Regions from separate parts of the Mus musculus genome. Here region 2 is linked to region 1. The links are chromatin contacts, called in public Hi-C maps. All regions are on one chromosome and are shown on one strand. Each heading gives the region's core, a stretch centred on a gene start, on an enhancer-like site or on the middle of the called end of the contact. The rest is flanking DNA. Distances are from core to core; before and after follow the strand shown.

Region 1 (4,833 bases), core at 1,565-4,064:
AGACTTGATGCTTTTTTAAATGTCTTAAATTATGGTGATACATGCATAATGTAAAATGTGTCACCTTGACTCTCCTATAGGGTACAGCTCAGTGGCATCAGGTATATTCACTGGCACCATCCAATCTTCAGGAACATTCTCATCTTCTCCAGATGAAACTCGGGTGCTCATTAAAAATAGCTCGCAGGGCCTGGCATGGCGGCTTAGCAGTTAATAGCACTTGCTGCTCTTCCAGAGGACAGTGATTCAAGTTCCTGCCACCCATATGGTAGTTCACCACTACCTTAACATTCTTAACTCCAGTTCCATTAGCTCCAGTGCCCTCTTCTGACATCTCTGGGCACCAGACACACATGTAGTACTAATACATACAGTAAGCAAAACCCTCACGCACATAAAATAATAAAACAAAATATAAACATTCAATTAAGAAAAGCTAGTCCTTAGCTTTCTGCAGCTGCTGGCAATGACCTTTCTACTTTATTTTTGAATTAACTAAGTTCCTTCCATATTAAATGGCGTCATGCAATGTTTGTTCTTTGGAACTGGTTAATTTAGCATACAGATCATCTATGCTGTAAGAACATGTCAACGTTTCCATTTTAAGGCAGAACAAGACTGTACTTTTTGAGGGAAATGTGGGGTATACAAATCTCTCTTTTGAAAATTATCCATCTCACACTTGCCCCTCCCTAGACTTTGTGGCATGGCGGGTGGAGAGACTGAAGAAGCTGAGGCGGTGTTTTGCAGACACAACAGGGCAGTGCACGTACCTTCTCACAGTGTTGTGGCAGCATGCACCAGACTGCCCAAACTCAAGCCAGACAAGATTCCAATACAGAGAGGTGAGGTGGGCACAGGTCCCATTCCCACTTGAGGAGCTATTGGCAATTGGAGGCTGCTGGAAGGGAGGGAGGGGGTAGGGAGGGAGGGAAGGGTGAAGGCCTTGGTAGGTTATGCTCCAGTGGATGAGTGCACCCCTGGAGTATGTGGGTTGCATACATTGGAGTTGATGAGGTTTTTTTTGTTTTTTGTTTTTAAAGGAGGATACAAGGAGGTTGGGTAGGTAGGGCTGGGTGGGGGAGAATCTGAGAGGAGTTGGAAGAATGAATAGGATTCAAATATATTGTATGAAATTGTCAAAGAATTAATTAAAAGTTTATGTCTCTGTGTGCTGGTTCGTACCTTATCAAAGCTCTCAGGTGATTTCTGTGAGTTCAAGGTCAACCCGATCAATAGTGTGAGACTCTATCTTAAAAAAAAAAAGTATTTTTAAAACTCAAAACCTATGTATTTGTGTTGTGTTTTAAGTTGTTGGATCAGTGAACAGGTATATTTGAATTCATGAACTTGCAGAGGAGGTTGGAGGCAGCCTCCAGGTTATGGTCACACCGGGCCCTCTTTACGCTCTCCCTTGGGCCGTTTTCCTGGTTTTCATTTTTGTTTTATTGTTGTTTGAGATGAAACTTCAAGGTATTGCCCAAGCTAGTTCTGGGCTCCCTGAGCTCAGCCATCTCTCTGCCTGGGTCAGTCTCCTGAGTGCCTGGGACTGTCCCGGCTAGGGAGGAGTTCTTTAATCTCAGTGACAAGACGCTAAGTCCAGATGCTTTGGCTGGTAAGTGAGGAGGGATACCTTTGTTTTACCTGCCCAACAATATGGTTGTTTTCCCCCAGCCTTGAATGAAATTCTGTGTGGAGGTCGCCAAGAGATAGTCACTGATTACCAGTTTGTGTCTGTGGCTCTGCCCCTCACTTTCAGTCTGAAACCTGTCTAGGGCTCAGAGTGCCACTGGGTTGTGGAATGGCTGCTTAGCACACACAAGGGCTTGGGCTCTATCCCCAACACTCTGTCCTGAGGGAGGAAACCCAAGTCCTACAGTCTCCTTTTCTCCTCTTAGTAGACCTTTGCTTTTTAGGGAAACCAAGAATAGTACCAGAGATTTACAAAAGTAGGGGGATTTTATATTTTAGGTGCTTTGAAATACGTTTTCTACAAATGTCATTACTTAACATTTGGTAATGGGCTAGCTGTTGCTTGTCTTTCATGATGTATATATGTATCTGTGTCTGTCTGTCTGTCTCTCTTGTGTGTGCCTGTGTGTGCAACTTTTTGTAATCCTAGCAACTTTGAAGGCTGAGGCCTGTGGCTTGTGAGTTTAAGGTCAGTCTGGGTTACATAACACCGTGCCTCAAAAAAAAAAAAATACTATGGGATGTCAGACATGGCTCAGGTAAGATTGAGTACTGTTCTCGTAAGAGGACTTGAGTTGGGTTCACAGCGCCCACATAGAGTGTCTCACAATCAGCTGTGACTCCAGCTCCAGCACCCTCTTCTGTGGGCAAATGCATTCATACACACACACACATGCATGTACACGTTTAGTGTATATATAAGGTATGTATACATAATATGTACAAATATGTATCTGAAAGTATAGTAGAACATATACTTAACATAGGATAGGTTCGATCTTAGGGCTTCAGTATAGAGACAATATAAAAATATTTACCATTTGCAGGTAGACTGTTGGTGGTTAAAGGACATTTTTTGTTGCTGTTATTTCAAAATATCTTAATGTTCATTGAGATTACTTTCTATTTTCTACTTTTTATATGTCTTATTCAAAGGATGATGCTTAGGAGCCCTTTAGTCAACAACCTCACTTTGATATTGACAGTGAGCAATCCAGACCTGTGTGTGTGTGTGTGTGTGTGTGTGTGTGTGTTTGTGTTACCAGTTCTCTGCTCCTCTCTGGTCTCTTACCATCTTGGGACCGTGGTTAGGTTGATCCTGCACTTTGTTCTGCTAAGTGATTTCCGTTCTGCTGTGAAGAGATGCCTTTGCCCACACAGTTGCTGTGGGGGTTCTCACGGGTTTTCTGTCAACCCACCCCAAGTTATTTATATCACTTGAGCTTTGAAATCTGGTAGTTGCGTCTGTAAACTACTTAAAACAAAACTCACCCAGGGTTTCCCAGAAGAGGCTCTGGATTAGAGACACCAGTGTGAGAAGAACATAGGTTCTGGTGTGGCCCCTGGCTTCACTTCTACCCTCTGAGTTTTATCATCTATCTCTCTGCCACCTTAGCTTTATCTGGTCTCATCTTAAAAATCAGTCCAGATGAAGTCAAACTGGTTCTTCATGGTTCAGACAGTATGTCCCAATGGTTAAGGGAGGGAGGGCGGTTCTGTTAAGCTACATTTATCAGAGCAAATTCAATTTTACATTCCTGAGTGATTGTTGCTGGTTTGCCTGTTTGTTCAGAAATGTCCAAAATATGCATGAAAACTAAACGGAAACAAGGTCATTCAAGCATCTCAAGAGTACCATTCAAGTATCAAGGCCACCATCAGGACCACCTTACTACTTACTGATGCTCAGGCCCTCTCTCAGGAGTAAGGCCAACATCAGGACCATCTTACAGGTTACTGATGCTCATGCGCTCTCCCTACATGACCCCTGTACAGAGGGGTCCTTACAGCTCACTGGTAGGGCATTTCCCGACATAAGCAAAGCCAGCCCTAGTTTCCATCCCCAGCACCAGAAAAATAATTTACAAAAAGGCAAGAGGAAGGGAAGGAAGCAAAAGAGCAATGAATTCTATTTGAAGGACACATAGAAGAGAGAGTAGTGAACTCTGCCTAGGTCAATACAGACGAGTGAACAGGCAAATCTGCCTTAGAAGAATATTGACTTCTTCTGAGAGCTGCAGAAGACTTTACCAGGTAAGGTATCAGGCCTCTGGCACTCACCACTTGTGCAATTATTGAAGTCTATGCTTATCTAGCTTCACCACTGTGCTGTTCTTGGTGAGATAGATAGATAGATAGATAGATAGATAGATAGATAGATAGATAGATAGATAGATAGATAGATAAAGATATAGTTTAGGGAAGCTTAATGAAGCACATAACTATGTTTATATTAATCGTGACTGTTTTGTATTGTGAATATCAGAAAGAAATGGGCAAGTTACTGCATGTAGACAGATCAGCACAGCAAGAACATGGAATTGGAAGGTTTAGTGGATTTTCAGGGAAGACAGTTCATTCCTGGTGTTTGAGGTCACTGCAGAGAGTGCTAGGAATAGCACAGTGCTCTAGAATTGTGGTCTAGAGTTGGTGTAGAAAGCCTTAGAGGCTCTGCTGCAACTTAAAACAGCGAAGATCAATCTGTATTTTAGAGGGATGTATGGTACCAGCGTCAGCAGACTGCAAAAAGGGAATTTGGAGGTTCCCATTAGCTATTCTGTGAGTGGAAAGAGGAAGGCCAGTTACTAAAGAGAAAACTCAGTCTTGTTATTAAGATTAAGAGAATGGAAAGAGTTTAAAGTCACTAGGTTTCTACTGTGGGCTTGAACATTGTACAAGAAGCCAAAATAGGAGAAATAAGAAGGGAATCAGGTTGTGGGAAGGAGGGGTTATTGAAACAATTCCGAGTATTCTGAGTTTGAGGAGCCTGTCTTTCCCAGGGAGAGCCATTGTGTTAGCTGTAAAATCAAGCCCAGGAAAGAATCTGGGGTCAGAAAAAGAGTTTGAGGTGAGATCCTCATTTGATCAGCTAAGAGACAGAGAGATGATGATATATCAGAGAAGAGAAACAAGGATGGAAATTGAGGTTCTGTAGTGGTTTGGATGAGAATTGTTCCCTCAGGCTTGGATGTTTGAATGCTTGGTCCCCAGCTTGTGAAACTATTTGGGAAGGCTTTGGAGGCGTGGCCTTGTTGGAGGAGGTGTGTCACTGAGGATGGGTGTTGTTGAGGTTTCTGAAGTCCATGCCAGGCCCAGTCTCTGACTCTGTCTCTCTCTACCTACAAAGTGTGTATCAGATGT
Region 2 (4,833 bases), core at 1,231-3,730, 90 kb before region 1:
CAGGAAAAGACTATGTGTCACACTAGATGTAGCTTGAACATGTATGAGACTTCAAAGCCCACCTCCATAGTGACACACTTCCTCCAACAAGACCACATCCACAAAATAGTGCAACTCCCTATGGGCCAAGCATTCAGTCACAGGGTTGATGGGAGCCATACCTATTCACTCCACCACTTACAGCTCAGTAAAGGGCTTGCTTTGTTGGTGTGAAGACCTGAATTCCATCCCGAAAATGTATATGAAGTGTTGGACATGGTGGTGTGTTTGTGACCGCAGCCCTGGGGAAGTAGAGTCAAAGAGACCCTGGATCTTGCTTCCAGGAGATTCTAGACTACTAGGGGTGCTAGAAGCTAGAGTGGGAGAAGCCTAGTAGACTCTGGAGTCACTGGGGTCCCAGTCCCCCCAGCCACTGTTCCACTAGCATGGCAACATTCTTCCAGCACCACCAGCTGCTGAGTGGTTGGAAGCCATCATTGACAGGTGACATCCTGGGGATTGGGGACACCAGGTAAACAAGAGTAAGTGTGTGGGCATGCTAGCTGTCAGAATGATCGGGAACAAAATCAGACCCACCCACATAGGGGACAAGAACACCACTGAGAAGAGAAAGGAAACATCACTCCGTCTGAGAACTGGCTGGGGCCTGTTTGGCTGAAATATGACAGACTGCCAGATTGTAGCCTGCTAGTTAGCTCTGAAGGTTCCCCATCTTTGACAAGATGATACCTCTCATCTTCTGCAGATGAAACTCTTGCTTTTAAAGTAGTTAACTGTTCAGCTATTCCCTCCCACGGCATACAAGACTCAGAGCTCACAGTCTGAAAGGTTGGGGAAAGATGTTTGTGGCTCATTCATAAGAGTTTGTATTTTAAGTAGCTAGGAATGATTCCAGTTCCTTTAAAGCATGGATTTAAAAGGTATTTGCGAGATGATTATAAAGCAAACTGCTTGCCTTCTAGAGACAAGGTTCCCCGGCTAACCCACCCTGCTGAGCACACAGCACTCAGATTGTTTCTTTCCATAAGCCCACACGCCTCTAGGGACTGACACAGCTCATTTTACTTCTCAGCTGGTCTGTTCACCGTACAACAGAAGCTCTAATTGGTTGACTTTTTGCTCAAGTATTTGACTGACTCTGTGCTTTGACCTCAGTCTTTAAAACACATAAATTATGTGCATAGATGAGCAACCAACCACACTTCACCATCACCTGGGAACTTTCAGTAAAGATTTCAGGTCTAATATAGGTTGACCAAAAAGAAAATGACTAAAATTGCTTGCATTTGTATAGTTGTTACTTGATTGGATAAACTTATTTTTATTGTAATAATAATAATAACATAGGAAGAGGAGGAGGGGGAAGGGAGAGAGAGAGAGAGAGAGAGAGAGAGAGAGAGAGAGAGAGAGAGAGAGAGAGAGAGACTTGCTGTCAGGAAGCCCTGTCCTGAAAACCTAGGATTGAAAAAAAAACTTAAAAAAGTAACTGTGATAAAGAGCAAATTAAGAACTCTAGAAAAGCGTTAATAAAGTGGATGTGATGAAAACTCTGTGTCACATAATTGACAGGAACATCTCTGCTATATGCCTGTTGTCAGGGTATGAGCATGGCAAGCAGGTTTGGATACATACTCACCCCCATCCCCGACTATTGCTCTCCTTTGTAAATGCTTTGGATGATTTTTGCTAATCACGTTTATCCTATCTTATAAAATAAAGGTTTTAGTGAAACTTTGAGAGACAGATTCACTAGTAGTTGCAAGAAATAATTTAGAAAGCTCCCACATACTCTTTATTAAGGTCTGACAGTCAGCAGCACTAGAATATTTACGTTTCATTTGTAATGCAGAACACCTGCACTACTCTGTACACTCTCACCGCTCTGTATCAGAGGACTTTTTAAGGCTAGAGGTTGGTGCTCGCCTTTAATCCCAGCATTTAGGGAGCAGCAGCAAGCAAATCACTGAGTTCGAGGCCAGCTTGGTTTACAGAGAGAGCTCCAGGGCAGCCAAGGCTACACGGAGAAACCTTGTCCCAAAAAAGCCAAATAATAAAATTAAATAAGACAAAAATAAAATAAAATAGAAAAAGAATTTCTTTTCTAAATGTACTCGTTTCTTGCAGCCAAAGCCCCATATTTTTTTTTTTAAGCTAAAAGAACACACTTAAAAGCGAAGACTCAAAAGTTGCCTTTTAAAAAGAAAACTAAAAGCTACATTGAACACTTAAGTAGTAAGCAACTCTGCAACCCCAGAGGCACGGGAAGGGAACAGAAGCCTTCCCTGCTCCAGCTCCCACGCCAGGCCCCAACTTTTCCTTTCTGCCTACAGGCTGCCCAACCCAGACTGGTCCATCTGGTCTCAGTCCGGCCCTGCCCATCTCAGGCTCCTCCCCTACTGGACCTGCCCATTATTTCAGGCCGCGCCCCTCACCGCCCTGCCCATCTTCTCAAGCCCCGCCCAGGCTCGGCTCCTCCCTCGGGTCCCGCAGTCCTACCAGGGCCGCCAGGGGTCGTTGCATCTCCCCTGCACTTCCTCCGGTCCTTCCCACCCCACGCGGTTGTTGGCGCCAGACTCAAACAGGGAGGCCGCCTCGCGCAGCATGGTAAGAGCGAGGCTCCGACGCGCGCACCTCTGGGCTTCGGGGCCGCGGCAGCAGGGGTTGTGCCTGGCCAGGCCTTGTGAGGTTGGCCCCGCGCCCACTGCTGCGCCCGAGCCCTGATGGCGGCCTGCGCCGCCCTGGTTCCGAACCGGAGCGTTCTAGAACCGAATCCAGAAGCCCCGCAAGTTGGACCGATCCGCGGCTCCCGACCGAGAACCCCAGGGCGCACGCGCTGCGGAGTTGGCCACTGAAGTGTTCAGTGCCCTTCGGTTCTCCTGGAATTAGAACCCGGGGCCTTTTACTTGCTTGGCACGGCGCTCCCCTTTTTCAGCTGCACCCCACCACTGTACTTAGTATGCTAACAGGAGCCGCCCAGATCACTCCGCCTTTAGATCATGGCAGTGACACCCCCACCCCACCCCGCACCCCCGCCTTTAAGGGCAGGGTAGGACGCCCCACCCCCCACCCCAGCCTCCCCCACCCCCCACCCCACCCTGCTCTCTGCGGGCCAATCCTGGTTTACTACCAATCGCCGTTGTCTATTCGGACTTAATGACTCTCTGCCCTTTGGATCGTTTTTTTTTTTCAACTACCTTCAAAGTTTTGTGTCATTCTTTCCACTTTTGGCGACAGAGTATCAACGAGTCGCTAGAGTGACCCCAGATTTTAATATCTTAATTTAGTTAATTTTGGTCGTCACACAGGGTGGACAAGGATCAGGTCGTTGGGCATTTATTTGAAAAAAAAAAAATTGCCCAGCTGTAATTATAACTGATAACGGCTTCTTTGTGGTTAAACTAACAGACGGGCCACCTGGGCATGCAATGGCCCAAGGAGCCCAGGACCAGATTCAAAACAACAGTGTTACCAGTGTTTGGTGTTATCATGTTTCTCTTTGTAGAATTTAAGTACCCGACTAAAAGGAACTAGGAATTATTGATGTGCCGGCCTCACCCTCTTATTTAACCCTCTTTATAGGGCAGTTGCCTACTGCCAAAGGGATTTAATGGCTCTTAACTCTTCACGCAGGTATTGCTATTAGTTTTATATATGAGCAGGAAAAAGTTCACTGTTAGTCTGGTCAAAGTTAAACTTTTGACCTCTTTCCGAATGTGAATTACTATTTCGATTTGGCTTGCTTTGGCAGGTAAACAATTACAAACGTAGGCCTGTAATCCCCAGATGGCTTTGCGTCTCCTTCATAATCTGAAGGCATCTGTGTTTTACCACAAGGAAATACCCCTCCCCAGTTTTGAGGACTTTCTTTTCTTTTTCTTTTCTTTTTCTTTTCTTTTTTTTTTTTTTTTTTTTTTTTTGGTTTTTTCGAGACAGGGTTTCTCTGTATAGCTCTGGCTGTCCTGGAACTCACTCTGTAGACCAGGCTGGCTTTGAACTCAGATCCGCCTGCCTCTGCCTCCCTAGTGCTGGGATTAAAGGCGTGTGCCACCACCGCCTGGCGTTCTTTTTCTTTCTTGCTGAAGTCTCTAATGTCAGTATGATGTCCATTTTACATTAGTTGTTTTAAATCTGACCTTGGATGTTTCCAACTGTGATTAGTAAGAACTCCTAAAAGGCACAGGGATAAATCATGCTGGAAGTCATGCTCCAATTCAGCTGCGTTTATATGATGTTTATATTGTGGTAGTAAGAGCGTTCCGAAACTGAGCTCCCCGGGACATTAGAGTCTCCTTGTTGCTTGCCTCTGGGGGATTGTAAAGAACTTTCCAGAAACTGTTTATAATACCAAAATATTAGGATTTGTCACCCCAGATGTGGGCTCTGTTTTCTCCTGATTTAGCCACATGATTAAGTCCTAATGTAGGGAGCTGAGCAAGCCTTGAATGAGTGAAGACCCCAGTGAACCTGTGTTGTTGACATGCATGGCCTCATCAGAGACACCCCCCCCCCCCCAGCTCCAGGCTTAGAGAGGTGGCTATGTTTCCCCCAGAAGAGGAGTGCGAGTTTTGACAGTCTGTGTGGAAAATGTTCACTAGCTTTGCTCCCTTGCGCACGTTTATGGCCTGAAGACCACTCACTCCCCTAGAGAGACTGCTCCTTGGTTACCAAGATTAGTTAAACCTGCCTCTGTGTTCAGATGTATGTAATAACCCTGCCTCCATGTTTATCTGTATGTAAGGCCCCACTGTAAGAAGTACCCTGCCTCTCTGTTCAACTTTACAATGCACGTACTGAGCTGCAGTGCTGCAGGTTTTCCATCCAAGAGCCCAGACC

The links. Hi-C and Micro-C count contacts between places; a contact is called where the count stands out from the background.
Region 2: a contact with region 1 is called in a Hi-C map of Th1 cells, with 2.7 times the contacts expected there. The contact joins the promoter of Mnd1 here to the enhancer-like site in region 1. A contact is called at or near these places in 12 of 39 promoter capture datasets (the 3T3-L1 cell line, 3T3-L1-derived adipocytes, the C10 cell line and 7 more), 2 of 15 datasets of contacts at CTCF or cohesin (CD8 T cells and large pre-B cells), 4 of 484 Hi-C or Micro-C datasets (CD8 T cells, Th1 cells, epidermal suprabasal cells and 1 more), 3 of 115 datasets of contacts at active chromatin or transcription factors (CD8 T cells, bone marrow-derived macrophages and memory CD8 T cells) and 3 of 9 other capture datasets (adipose tissue, liver and pancreatic islet).

What each region holds. Positions count from the first base shown.
Region 1 is chr3:84,064,057-84,068,889 of GRCm38.p6, reverse strand. No RefSeq gene overlaps it. Among named protein-coding and RNA genes, the nearest start is that of Gm30458, 4.8 kb to the right of the region's middle. Within about 2 kb of position 2,814, at least 34 of the 459 cell types and tissues checked have an H3K27ac peak or open chromatin away from gene starts, as enhancers often do. A contact at or near this core is called in CD8 T cells, Th1 cells, memory CD8 T cells and 1 more, where this site is marked.
Region 2 is chr3:84,153,433-84,158,265 of GRCm38.p6, reverse strand. It overlaps Mnd1 (meiotic nuclear divisions 1), which reads left to right and starts at 2,480. Exons shown (of 8, transcript NM_029797.3): 1 at 2,480-2,604. The coding sequence starts at 2,602.